Regions from separate parts of the Astyanax mexicanus genome. Here region 2 is linked to region 1. A link is a contact called in public Hi-C data. All regions are on one chromosome and are shown on one strand. Each heading gives the region's core, a stretch centred on a gene start, on an enhancer-like site or on the middle of the called end of the contact. The rest is flanking DNA. Distances are from core to core; before and after follow the strand shown. Region 1 overlaps mast2 (microtubule associated serine/threonine kinase 2). Region 2 holds the start of mast2 (microtubule associated serine/threonine kinase 2).

Region 1 (6,707 bases), core at 2,644-5,143:
TGTTTCAGCATGCTGGTAATACATTTTTGCTGTCATTGATGTTTTATTGACAAAAAATATGTAGTTTTTAATTTGAAAACTCCTCATGATAACATAAAAAAAATATGATTTCTTCTACAGTCCTCCTTGTGGGCACTCACAAACCCGGTTTTAAACTGGTGTTACATGTAGAGTATTCGGAGAATACATAACATTTACATGCTAATAACTGACTTTGGGCTTCTGATCTCTTGGTATTTGTTTGCTTGTGTTATTGTCTGCATATCATTAATCTCTCTCCTTTTCTCTCTCTCTTTCTCGTTATCCCTCTCTTTATGTAGAAGGAGACTGTGGTTCACCCTCCGCTGCTCTTTCGGAAGCTGAGTAACCCTGACCTGTCTCCCGCTACAGGAAAGACCAAACTGCAGCGCCAGCTCAGCCAGGATGACGGCAGAGCGCGCCGCAGCAGCATGGCCAGCGGCCTCACTGGTAATACATGTGCTAACACACACAGATAGACACGCTCACTCATGAACAGTAGCTTAGATTTAGATTAGGGGTGCACAATATTGGGGGGTATACAGTATTTGCTGTAATAGAAAAATGCACAGATTATTACCAGATTTAACCCAAAGTTAGTTCTCCAACATGAGTTATTTTTTACACCATTAAAGCTTGGAGTAAAAATATTGATAATATAAGTATAAAATAATTAATAATATAATTACATTGTGGAATTTCTCTATTTGTATCATGCAACAATAAAATAGTAAATAAATCAATAAATACTAAAATAAAAATAAATCAGTAAGTAACATTTGGACAGTACATTGCATTTCCATACAACCATACTGTAATTTGTTAAACATTAAGAACATTATTTAGAATTTGGTCTAACTCTCTACATGAGAATAGTCCAGTTGCAGGTGTTAGATTGCTTCATTGAGACTTGAGCTGATAAATGGTTCATTGTGATGTGTGAGTGAGGGTTGCTTGTGCTGCATGTGAGCATTCTGCAAGTGATTGACACAGACACACCCTAAGGTTAAAATCTCTCCCTTGTCAAGCAGTCATGTCCTTTAGGGCTGCACAGTATATTGCTTTAGCATTGTTCTCACAATGTGAGCATGTGTTTGCTGATTGATACAAGAGGAACATTTAATACAGTTTCCATTTATATTGGCAGATATATAACTGCCAGAAAGTACACTACTATTCATTTCACTCAATTTTTAGACACACAGAGTGCATTATTATTATTATCGCATTCTTGTCATTGACTTTAATGACAAGTGAATATTCTGATTTGTTTTATTTATTGCAATATACAGCTCTGGAAAAAAATTATGAGTTTCTTTGATTTTATTAAATTGAAAACCTCTGGAATATAATCAAGAGGAAGATGGATGATCACAAGCCATCAAACCAAGCTGAACTGCTTGAATTTTTTCACCAGGAGTGGCATAAAGTTATCCAAAAGCAGTGTGTAAGACTGGTGGAGGAGAACATGCCAAGATGCATGAAAACTGTGATTAAAACCAGGGTTATTCCACCAAATATTGAGGTCTGAAATCTCTGCATCTTTTTTGTTATTTCAGCCATTTCTCATTTTCTGCAAATAAATGCTTTAAATTACAATATTTTAATTTGGGAGAAAAGTTGTCAGAAGATTATAGAATTAACCTATAAATAGCAAAATCAGAGAAACAGATTCAGAAACTGAAGTGGTCTCTTCGTTTTTTCCTGAGCTGTATATTGTCAGAAAAAAAAATCAAAGTGCATCAATTAATGTCTTTTTTTTTTTTTATTTAGAAAATGCTTTTTGTAAATATCAGTAAAAGGTTCACTCAGAATTATTTGTTTTAAAGAGTGAAACATAAGTTAAGTCCAGCCCAATGGTGGAACTGTAAGGATGTGGTGCTGTTTTGCTTCCAAATGCCCTGGATTCCCTATCAGAATACATGATGTTTTAGATTAAAATACAAGGAGATTTGAGATGGAAATCTGCCTCCCTGCCAGAACACAGGATCTGGATTGGGGTTGAGCCCTTCAGTAGGACAGTGATTCAGATCCACATAAAATGGTTCACTGACCACAGGGGTCAGGCCTTTGCACACTGCACTAATAATGCTTGTTGGAAATGCCTGTATTTTATTTACCAAGACATCCAGAACAAAGAGCAAAAAGGAAAAGTGAGAAACCAATCTGGATTTAATAAAATGAAACTTTCAGCGTTGTTTATTTGAACTGTTCACATATAATATTGTGAGTAGGTTAGCAAGGGTTAATCTGAAAAATATTATTTAAGAAATTGTCATTGGAATTTTTTTTGCTTTATAAAAATGCACAGATTTTCACCAGGCCTTTCCTAAAGTCAGTTCTCAAACATGTCCAGCATGATATTGATGGTGCCATTTTTCATTTGAAAAATACAATCAGTTATATTTTATATCATTACAAGAATTATAGGACCTATGATAATATATCAGAACAGATTCTACGCTAGGCTCAAAACCTAGACTTGATCTTACTGGAGCTCAGTCTAAGAGATGTACTCTAAGCTCCTATGTCTCTCCAAAACACAGAACTCTAACAGGCTGTGGTGTTTTGTCTTCGCTCACTCTGATTTTGTGTGTGACCTTGTCTTAGGGAAGCAGCTCTTGCCGCTGTCCAGCAGCATGCACAGTGGAGTGAGTCAGCTGGCCTGGCAGCAGCAAACGGGAGAACCGAATAACCTCGTCCGCATGAGGAGCCAGTCTTTAGGCCAGTCAGCTCCCTCTCTCACTGCAGGGCTGGTGAGTGTTTTCTCACATTGGTGCATTTTCTAAACACTCGAATGCACACAGAGTCTCTTCTGTCTGTTTAACCTTCTTAAAATATACAAACACACAACACAAAAGACAAAAAAAAACAACAACCTCTGAAGAACTGATCACATCTGTACATGGTTTCTATATTTAGTATTAATGCTTTGTTTTTTTTCTGGCTGCTTTTATTGTTATTTTATTTATTTAGATTCATTTTCCATATTTCATGTTTCATGACACAGTGAGTTTCACACATTTGATAATAAACACTATGACTATGAAATTATACATGTCAATAAATTCAGTTCATCTGCATAGAACAAACATGCTTCTGCAGATTCCAGTGCATAATTACTGTTTGTATAGTAGCTTAATTTCACAAATTACTACATATATGTTTATATAAATTATACATTAAATTAAGTGTTGTGTATGAAGGAATGGCATACGTTTGGACTATAATAATGTGGCTAGTATTATAATTACATTTAATCATTATCAGTGCTTAGTAATTATTCTTATTATCTCTACTATTATTATATCTGTACACCTGAGCATAACAGCAGTCTTGTGTGATGGCATGGTGACATGTTTGTAATAATTTAACCCTTTTAGAAAATAACCAAATATAAATAATTTCTCCCTTTCGAAAAAATTTGTATTTTGTATTATAATTGGCACAGCTGATTTTACTTTTTTTTTTGGTCTTATCTTTTACTCATTTCTGTAAAGCTGCTTTGTAATTATATGTAAAAAAAAAGTGCAATATATATATATATAGAAAAAATAATTTAATTAAATTGGACTGTTTTTAATGGTGGAAGTAAACCTGTGGTTTTACTCATTTGAGACCGAATTATTTGGATTCCGGAATAAGGCTGATTATACTTGCTGCATTTCTTTAGCCTGTCTGTGGACAGTAGGAAGAAGTCAATGTAGGCTAATAAAGTCAGACTGAATTTCTGCAGCGATTAGTGTTTCCTCTCCTTCAGCACTCCTGATTCAGCTTATGAACAGCTCTGTAATCAGTTGATTCTGGTGTATTAAACTATAGAGAACACTGAACCCTGTGGTACTGTGCTCCTGTAGGATTGTAGCAGTTTTACACCATGTAATGAAAATCTAACTGAGACCGTGTGTCTGTGTGTGTGTGTGTCTGTGTGTGTGTGTGTGTGTGTGTGTGTGTGTGTGTATGTCAGTAAAACTGCTGTGACCTACTAAAGAGTGAGATTTTACTCGGCAGTGGATTATCATGCAGTGTGTATGTATTGCTGTGTCACATAGAGACTGGCTCCACAGCTCCACCTGCTGTTCCTCAAAGGACAAGAGGTCCATGGAGGTTGATTGTTCTTTTAATTCTGGAGGGTTTCTAGTGACAAATAGCAGAATATTAATAAATTGTGAGTGATGAAGATGTAAAAGAGTGATAGTGCTCCTTTTCATAAAGAATGACAAGACTTCAGTCCAAATGTTTATAGATACTTATCAATGAATGCAATAAAAGGTGCACTGTTACTTTAAGGTGCACACAGTGCACTTACACACTTAGGGTGCTTTCACACCTGAAAGTCCGGACCGTGGTCCGAACCAAGGTTCAGGTACTTGCTACATTGTATATATTTGGTCCGCTTATTTTTGTTTTCACACTGCAGTTTAGGGAGCGCACCAAAGACCTTCGTGTGATACTCCTACATCCTTTCATCATCACTTACGTATCGATGCGTTTTCCTTAACTTGATGCTGATTGGTTTTAGAAGGACATGCATCTGACGTTGGCGTGTTGACAATTCAGCGGCTGGTTCATTCAGCGGGAAGCCTTTCCAGGATAAGGATAAAATGAATGAACAGATTAATTTCATCTCCATAATAGTGCTGCTATTGTGGTTTTTATACCAGCAGCAGCAACTTCAGGCACAGGTTAGTTCAAATTCTCTAGGTTAGTTCAAATTCGCCAAATGAACGTGCTTGTTATGAAGCAACTGTATCGCCTCCGACAGATAAGGAGGGAAAAACGGTTATTTTTCTTTATCTGCTGCCGCTGGTCCGAAAGTTCGAACCATCCAGAAAAACGCTTTCACACTGCAGGCGAACCGGACCGTGTTTCAGAAGATCCGGACTGAAACCACCTCTCTTGGTCGGACCAAAATCTGGTCCTTTGGTCTGGACCGTGGTTCACGGCCCCTTTCACACCTGCTACTTTGATTCGGACCAAACTGAAAAGTCCGAAAGTCCGGACCAAACGAGGCAGGTGTGAAAGCACCCTTACACTTTGCCTAATTCCTGTATAGAAGTAATTGTCATTAAAATAGGACACTTTGAACTGATAAACAGGAACCTGTTGGAACCATGCCTAATGCCAGGCTTTAGGTAGAGGAGTGTTAAGCCCATGTTTTTGAGAGGAGTTGGGGATGAGTCTGAGATAATGATTATCAAACATCCCATGTAATGTTCCTGTTGCTGAATGCGATCATATCCTCAAAGCAATGCTCCAAAAGCTAGTAGAAAACCTTCATCTGGAGAGTAGAGTTACTCGAACAAAAGCAGGATAAGCTATTTTTAATACACTTGATTTAAAAAGAAATAATAAAAGGGCAGGTGTTCCAAAACTTTTGTCCGCATAGTACATGGTCTTGTGGTACTGCTGGTGATACTTGGTACTGCTTCTGTACGCATGTGTGTTGTTACTGTGGAAAAAATATAATTTAAATAAGATCATATTAATGTATGCACTGCTTCTATGATACAAAGCTTTATTGATGTGATACAAGCCTACTCTATTCATGTGGAGACAATGTTGACCCACACATTTGACACCTGCATTGATTGTCTTTTTTTTTCTTCCTCAGATATATTTAACCTTAGATCTCAGACCTTAAGTACTAAAAAGTCATATAAAGAAACCTATGACTTTGACTTGTTTTAACCTTCTCTCAATACTCAGCAAGTTGAAATAAGAGGACTGCATATAGGATTAATTGAAAAACAAATTAAAACCTGTTTAATTGCTGAATCTTGAGTTTTACAGACTCTAGAGTATTGGTGCATTGTTTGAGAGTCACCAGAAAAAAAAAAAAATTCAGCATCAGGGGTTTTCACCTAAACAATACAGAATGAACAAAAGGTAGCGTTTGGGGGAAAAAGGTGCAGAATGTAACCGAAAAACACCTCTCCAGCTGTTAAACATAAATATAAACGTGAATGGGTAAAAATCTCCTGAACGTTTAGCTTACAAGCTGTAACACTATAGACTATAGATGAAATAAGTACTATATGAATTCTTTGAGAATTCGGCTCAGCATAATAAAATGCACATCATCAAAATTAATACCCATACTCATTATGACGTACTGGGAACTGTACTGTAGTTGAATTCTACCTCTCTTTGTACTTTAAATAGGAAGAGATGAGTTTTAGGAGAGCTGATTCCAGCCTGCGCTGTCACACATTTGAAATGTATTCTGCTTATTTATTATTAAATATATACGACAGCTTGCAAAACAACATATTTTTTGCCCAAACAAGACAAAACACCTACAAATCTGACATTTAAGGCTGTCGTCACATTCCCATTTTATATGTAAACTGTACTTTAAAGAATGTACCCCTAGGTGGCAGTGTTTCTTATGTTATGACTCACACTGTATGGATGCACTGCAATGTGCAGGTCCAACAGAAAGCTGATCAGATCAAGTGTTTCACCCAAAATCATTAGTTGGCAGTAGAGCTGAATTTAGTATTAATTGTCAGTGTTTAAAACTTTCATTAAATCTGCAGTTGGTCAGTTTTTGTAAAGTAAATCCTTAACTGGATTAAGTGTTTATATTTTGATTAAAAATGACTGCACAAATTATGGAATAGTATTTATATTTTATCAGATATAGTATTTATATTTCATCAATTGGGATAAATATTAAGGTAAAT
Region 2 (6,707 bases), core at 2,921-5,420, 34 kb before region 1:
CAACTCATCACTAGGATCATTTTAGATTTTGTAGGTCTTTTCTTGATCCAACTGCATAAAAATATGAAATATGAAAAAAAAAATACGCTTGAACTTTTGCATGCAGTATATAACAGCTAAAGAATTGCTGCTAATGGCTAACGTTGCTCACTGACAGTATTGACACTGACTCTGGGCAACAGGACTCTTATTATATAGAGCGGTTTGCGGGGTTAGAGGATTGTAAATGTGTTGCCGCCGTCTTCACACAGTCGTGTTGACCTCAGAGCGTGTTAGAGATTTATAATGTGAACATCAAAGGACACAAATTTTATATAATTTAAGACGGGAGGGTAAGCTCCGGTGAGTGAGGGGAGAGCTGACTGTCCTAACTAAGACGCTATCTAGCTAGTTACCTTTACTATAGATCAGTTAGTAAATTAGCTAACTAGCTAGGTAGCTAAGCTAACTGATTATTGGTTATTTGTAACAGCAAAGGTAGCTAGCTAGCTAACGCGCTAAGTACCTAACACGGACACACTTAATTTAATTTAACTTAATTATCCGTGGCTAAACTTGTTAATATGTAGCTTATCTTCTCATATCTACATTTCAGGCAAAATGTCATTGGCCCTATTTGGAAAACACTTGGTTTCCAGGTCGTGGGTAAGTAGTAGCTAAAGGTTTTACTTATTAAAATTTTATTACTGAGTCTCTGTTCCACTATGCACCGTTTCCTGTACTCAAGTGCTCCTCCAGCTTAAGAGCAGGAGGCAATGTAGATACATACACGAACACAACTGAATCAACCTCAGCTAACTCAAAATCCCCTACTGAGCTAATAGGTTATAATCTAACACACTTTCCTCAAGTAATTAACACATTCATGTGTACCTGAACTCCTTGGGGTGTATTTGTTAGTATTCACAATGTACACACAGTTCACAATGTACAATATTATGTATCGTAATATTTCTACATGAAGAGAAAATGCATTTTTAGTGGCAGTTTTTAAAGATCCCATTTCAGTACTTCAGTTATTTAAAACAGCAGTCTTTAAGACTTTTTTTTAATTAATAATGTTCCTGAGTGGGGACACCTCAAAATATTACAATAAATGGTATCAGTGTGCTCCTGCTACCTGTTCACATTATATTAATTTAGATAACAGGGTCTGGTAGGTCCCGGGACATTTTCTAGTAAATGTATTCACTCAGAATAGAGACTGCACCACAATGCATGTTGTAAAAGTATTTTTATTATGTTCTGTACAATTACACATTCTCACCAATAACTTCTGGACTTCCAGTGATTTTTAATTCTAAATGTACTGCACTTTATCCAATTAAACAGGAGAATTACTAACTTCTGTATTTAATTGTGCAGTTGGACACAATATAATTATTGGTCGATACCAAAATAATAACATGATTGCAGTGGTTGCTCAATGGGTTATTATTTACAGGGATGTTGGTTGGATTTCTAGATTTGCTAAGCTGCCACAAAAAAACAAACAAACAAAAAAACAAAGTGGATGAAAAAGTAATAAAGAATTATCAGAAGACTTTTCTGAAAAGTTTTTTTTAGAATTCTGATTAAAACTTGCTCATTGCTATCAAAATGTCATGGTGGTCATGGTGCAGCTTGCTGTGGGATATTTATCCAAATATTAGTTGTGCTGTGTGTGTCCACCTAAATTAAAGCTTTACATCTTTGTTTTTACAATTAACAAACATTCTTGCAATGGAGTGGGAATCATGTGTATCTGTCTCCTAAAGACTCATCAAGCTATAAAAATAAAAAAATGGCGCTGCTATCAGTTCACTTCATTTGTGATGGCATACACCACAGATGTTGGCTCAGTACTGTTAAAATTGTTATCGAAATTGTAATGTATTGGCTGAAATTAAGACATGTATTATGAAATAAGTTTGATGCAAAAGTTTCAATTAAATTATATACTATATGTACAGAAAGACTTGGGTTAACAAATTATTTGTTTATTATTTTTCAACAGTGCCTGAGATGGAGCAGTCTTCAGTGCATGTCCAGAACTTTTTACTGCTCAGGGCACCAGACGCACTCTCCCATATTCCTCGCAGCAAATCAGTATGGGCAGCTGCCTTCCAGATGTGCCACGGGTTCTCTTCTCAGAGTCCAGTCATTCCATTGTTCTACAATGAGGCTAAAGAAAAGGCAGCCAGAAGAGCCACCTCCGCGTGAACTAGACTTGGTTCGTTATGATATGAGGGACCTAAAGAAAAGCCCGAAACCTGCACTTTATCTGGGATTTTCTGGTCTCATACCCTTTGTGTCAGCTCCATTATTTATGGCCATGACAGAGTTGTACCTTCCAGAGGTAGCATTTGCTCAGGTTGCATATGGAGCCTCAATTCTGTCTTTTCTTGGAGGAGCCCGTTGGGGCTTTGCCTTGCCCGAGGGCAGCCCAGCAAAGCCTGACTGGCTAAACCTAGCCAACAGTGTAGTCCCCTCCCTACTAGCTTGGATTGCCCTACTTTTTAGTCAAAATATTACTCATTCTGGCATTATTGTGATCATGGGGCTTGGCATCTCTCTCCACTATGACCTGTCTCTTTTGCCTACCTACCCCAGCTGGTTCAAAGCACTGAGGACAATCCTCACTGTCGTTGCATTTTTGTCCTTGGTGGGCACTTTGGTTATTAAGGAATTGTACCCAGAGAAGAAATACATTGCACAAAAATAATGTATGTGGATTGTCAATGTGTGAAATAATAAAGTAATGACTATGTAACATCGATAAACATGTTTTTGGTTAGAATGTTGTTAGATCTGTTGTTGCAACAAAATAAATAAAAATGTAAAAGATTTGAGAAACATTCTCGTGCAGGCACTCCTCAGCTCCTAACTTAAATTGCAAAATGAATCATCAATCATAATAGATGATTTAGAATATATAACAGACAATTATTTACTCATGCTACACATGCATGTTTTACACACGCTAAACTGGGCCAATGGCTCAGTTTGCTAAAACAACTTGAAAGAGACTGAAGTACTTACTATAGAAAATATCCACTCTACAAATGCTATGTAGTCCAACACTAGGATGGGGAAACTGCTGGGAAAACTGCTCCAGAGTGTTGAGTGAGAAGCTTACTTTACCCCTTTAAGAATTGTATTTATTAGAAGACTTTACAGGTTCACAGGGCTGTATTTAAGGCATTTGGAGCCCCAAGCAAAATGAGCATCATTTATTCTGTACTTTCCTGCTTTGACCATTGCAGAATTTAAAGGGGCCCTCACACAGTTTGTCATTGCATTAAATTCATAACCAGTCGATTTCTGGGGGCCCTAGGCAATTGATTTGTTTCCTTGCCTCGTTGCAGTGGCCCTGCCTATATACAGAGTAATAATAATATTAAATGGAATAAACATGAAAACTGTAAACCTAAATGTCTCTGGCATAGAAAATAACAAATGTTACAAATTACAATGAAAGCTTTAAGATTAAGGTATTTATGATAATTAACAAATATTATGGCTTATGGGAAAATACATTGAGCTCTGAAAAAAATTAAGGGACCCGTTAAGTTTCTGAATCATTTCCTTTGATTTTGCTATTTATAGGTATATGTTTGACTAAAATGAACATTGTTGTGGCTGAAATAACAAAAGATGCAGACCTTTCAGGCCTCAAAGTTTTAGGAGTTCAGACATCAATGTTTTGGTGGAATAATCACAGTTTCCATGCCTCTTGGCATGTTCTCCTCCACCAGTCTTACACAGTGCTTTTGCATAACTTTGTCACTCCTGGTGCAAAAATGTAGCTATATATATATATATATATATATATATATATATGTATGAAAATAAACGTTTTTATACACCATTTTGCTTGTGTGATCTGTCAAATAGCCCAAGACAATGAAGCATTTGGGCAACCCCTGTGTACAAGCAACCAATTTGCAATTTTCTGTCTGATTGCACTGCTTTACACTGACTGCAGAGGGCAGCAAATACACGCTCAAAAAGCCCACGACGTCATTGTCTTGCACTCAACTTTGCGGTTAAAACTGTTCCCAGATCAGCTCTTCGACTGTATTTGCAGCAATGACCTGAGCTGCACTACGGCTCATGATCCAGCGCGCTGGTCTCAGATCAGTGTTGAATCACAGCGGCGACCCGCGGTGGTTCAGGAAGCGGGTAAATTCCTCCGTGTGACGGGTAGCAGCGAGAAACCCAGCAGCTCTGGAGGAACCGCAGCGAGGAGCCCGCCGTCACCTCCACTGTGTCTCTGTGGATGTGGATCTGGATCATTACTGCGGACCTCAGACATGCCTGACGGCGGCTTTACGAACGGAGACAGGCAGGTCTTGGGATTTCAGACATCTCGGGAATGACTGACAGCGAGTAGTTCAGGTCGAGGTATTGTTCGGTGGAGTGTTGGCGCTAGTTAACGTTACAATGCCAGTGAAGAAGTCAAGTCGTCAAGCAGCCTGCTAACCTGACCTAACGTTAAATAACCTAACCCAGCTGCGTTTACAAGCGGATTGGGGAAGCGACCGGAGCGCGCTGGACTTAAAAGACAACAAACGAGTGGCAAACCTAGGTTACCTAACCCAGGTTAGTAAGGTAAAGCTAGCTAACTAGCTGAGATAACTTTCAGAACCAGATGAGGACGGGTTTGGTGAATGAGGAAGATGTGGGGGGGATATTGGCACTGATGTTATTTAGGCGTAGTTAGTTTTCTGGCGTGTTTGGTGTGAGACAAGTTTTTGTTAGCCTGTTTAGCTAGTTAGCTAGCTAGTTAACTAGTTAGTTAGCGTTAGCTAGCTAGCTAACTTGTAACTAGCTAATCTAGCTGTTTTTGCTAACATACATTAGCCTAAACTAAGTGAATTGAAGATTATCAGTCAGTTTTCACCTGCGTTACCGGCCTTTTTAACAAGGTAACTCATTTATAAAAGTAAGCCAAGACTTCTTAGTCGGCTGATGTTTATTTTAAACAATTTTACAACTTATCTAATTTAGTTTTTGTGTGTGTAAGGCTGTTTAAACCAGATTAAAACGTATCATATTGCTGAAATCAATAGATTTTAAGTTAGTTAGTTAGCTAGCGTTTGCTAGCTTGCTAGCTGCTCTTGTTCTCGCTCAGTTAAAGTTAGCTAACGTTAACTATGTTCCCAGATGTTGTTGAAGTTTGGCTCCACTACACGACTGAACACTGATATGAACAGATAGACATATAGCCTAGCTAGGTTAGCTAGCTAGCTAACACTAACTCTCAGTCATGACATGCTCGGCTCTCCAGTCAGGTTGACTTGGGAGATTTGCTCACTTTAAAGCCTTGAAAGCCGTTTCTTCCCCCTCGGCTTATGCCAGTTGATGGTAGGTCCAGGTCCTCCCTAGCTTTTGTTCTCTTCCAAACGAAGAAAGAAGAAAGCTCTTCATCATCATTATTATCGCTGCTCCATGGATTTGGATTCGCACATTGTCAGGGCAGCTGGAGTCGAACCGAATCACACTAACGTTAGTTGGGAGACTGTAGCGTTTTAATACAAGCTAAGCTACCCAAGTAAATCAGAAAAATGAAGAGAACCGAGAACAAACAGAAGAGAAAACTGTGCAGCAACGAGGAGCAGCAGCAGCAGAGCAGCACTGCCGAAGGAAAAGATGGGGTAAGTGCTATTACTTTCATTAAACCTGCAGGTTATCTTAGTGAATGAAACTCGTCTTTCTTATGGGTTGTGTGCAGCGAGCGAACAAGCGAGACTGGCTGCCAGTGGCGCTGCATGCTGGCGCAGGTAACCCAGGTTAGCTGACTGTTATGTTAGCTTCCCTAACGCCAGCTGTCTTATAGAGCGCTGCATGTTTACACATTATAAACACGATCATATAACGTTAGCTCTTTTAACTCTTTTAAGTTAGATTATTTAACTACCTTTCCGTCTTCGTATGCTCTGTTGTTAATTAATTTGGGATAAGAGACTTGGGATCACTAATTACAAGACTGCAACTAGATTCTTTCTGAGATTCTTTCCCATCATGCTTCTGGTGTAGTTTACATACAATACATATTACATTTAAAGTTACAAATAATGTGTATATCAATACTGTGATTTATCAGAGACTCATCGACTCATCTTTTTTCTTTAATAGAAAACATTTTTTTCAATTCTGACTATGAGCTTATTCTCCCCCCTTTTTTGCTATACATTTTTCTTTGTTTTAAATAGAATTAATGCAATAAAGAACATCTTTCTTGCAAAATGTGTATTTATTAAACTTATGTTTTAAAATAACACTGCACAATAAGACAAAATAGTGCAAAATTAAATAACTTTATATATAATGATTTTAAAGTGCTACCTGTGTTTAAAATACTGTACATTTTAAAATAAGAACCATATAAGACCTATAAACTGCAAAATGTTCTTTTTATCAGTTTATCAAATTGTTTGTAAATAGTCACGTAAAATGTTATTGTCTTGCCTCTTTCTGAAGCTCTCCTGTTGGTTGTTGACATTGTTCATGTCACTATTTGCGTGAGCCAAGTCTCTAGACTTGCAATATTAAATACGGTTAACTGAATGCCAGGGTGTGAAAAAGACTGACTAAAACCTTCAATTCCATGTTGTATTTGCAATTTGTTTAGGAGCATGGCTGCTGACTTGATGCAGAATTTGTGATTTTGAAGTAGCTTCTTTATTGTGCTTCCATTTTTTAAAATCATGATTAATGTTAGT

Evidence for each region. A called contact is a pair of places that touch in the nucleus more often than the background predicts.
Region 2: a Hi-C map of muscle shows a contact between it and region 1, with 17 times the contacts expected there. The contact joins the promoter of mast2 here to the enhancer-like site in region 1. A contact is called at or near these places in 3 of 3 Hi-C or Micro-C datasets (blood and muscle).

The regions. Positions count from the first base shown.
Region 1 is chr5:22,735,202-22,741,908 of AstMex3_surface, reverse strand. mast2 (microtubule associated serine/threonine kinase 2) reads left to right here. Exons shown (of 29, transcript XM_022675850.2): 2 at 321-468; 3 at 2,629-2,774. Among protein-coding and RNA genes, the nearest start is that of mast2, 34 kb to the left of the region's middle. Within about 2 kb of position 3,893, the one cell type or tissue checked has an H3K27ac peak away from gene starts, as active enhancers do.
Region 2 is chr5:22,769,587-22,776,293 of AstMex3_surface, reverse strand. It overlaps mast2 (microtubule associated serine/threonine kinase 2), which reads left to right and starts at 4,170. Exons shown (of 29, transcript XM_022675850.2): 1 at 4,170-5,639. The coding sequence starts at 5,550. tmem69 (transmembrane protein 69) reads left to right here and starts at 196. Exons shown (of 3, transcript XM_007248164.4): 1 at 196-342; 2 at 596-645; 3 at 1,997-2,837. The coding sequence starts at 601. The coding sequence ends at 2,704.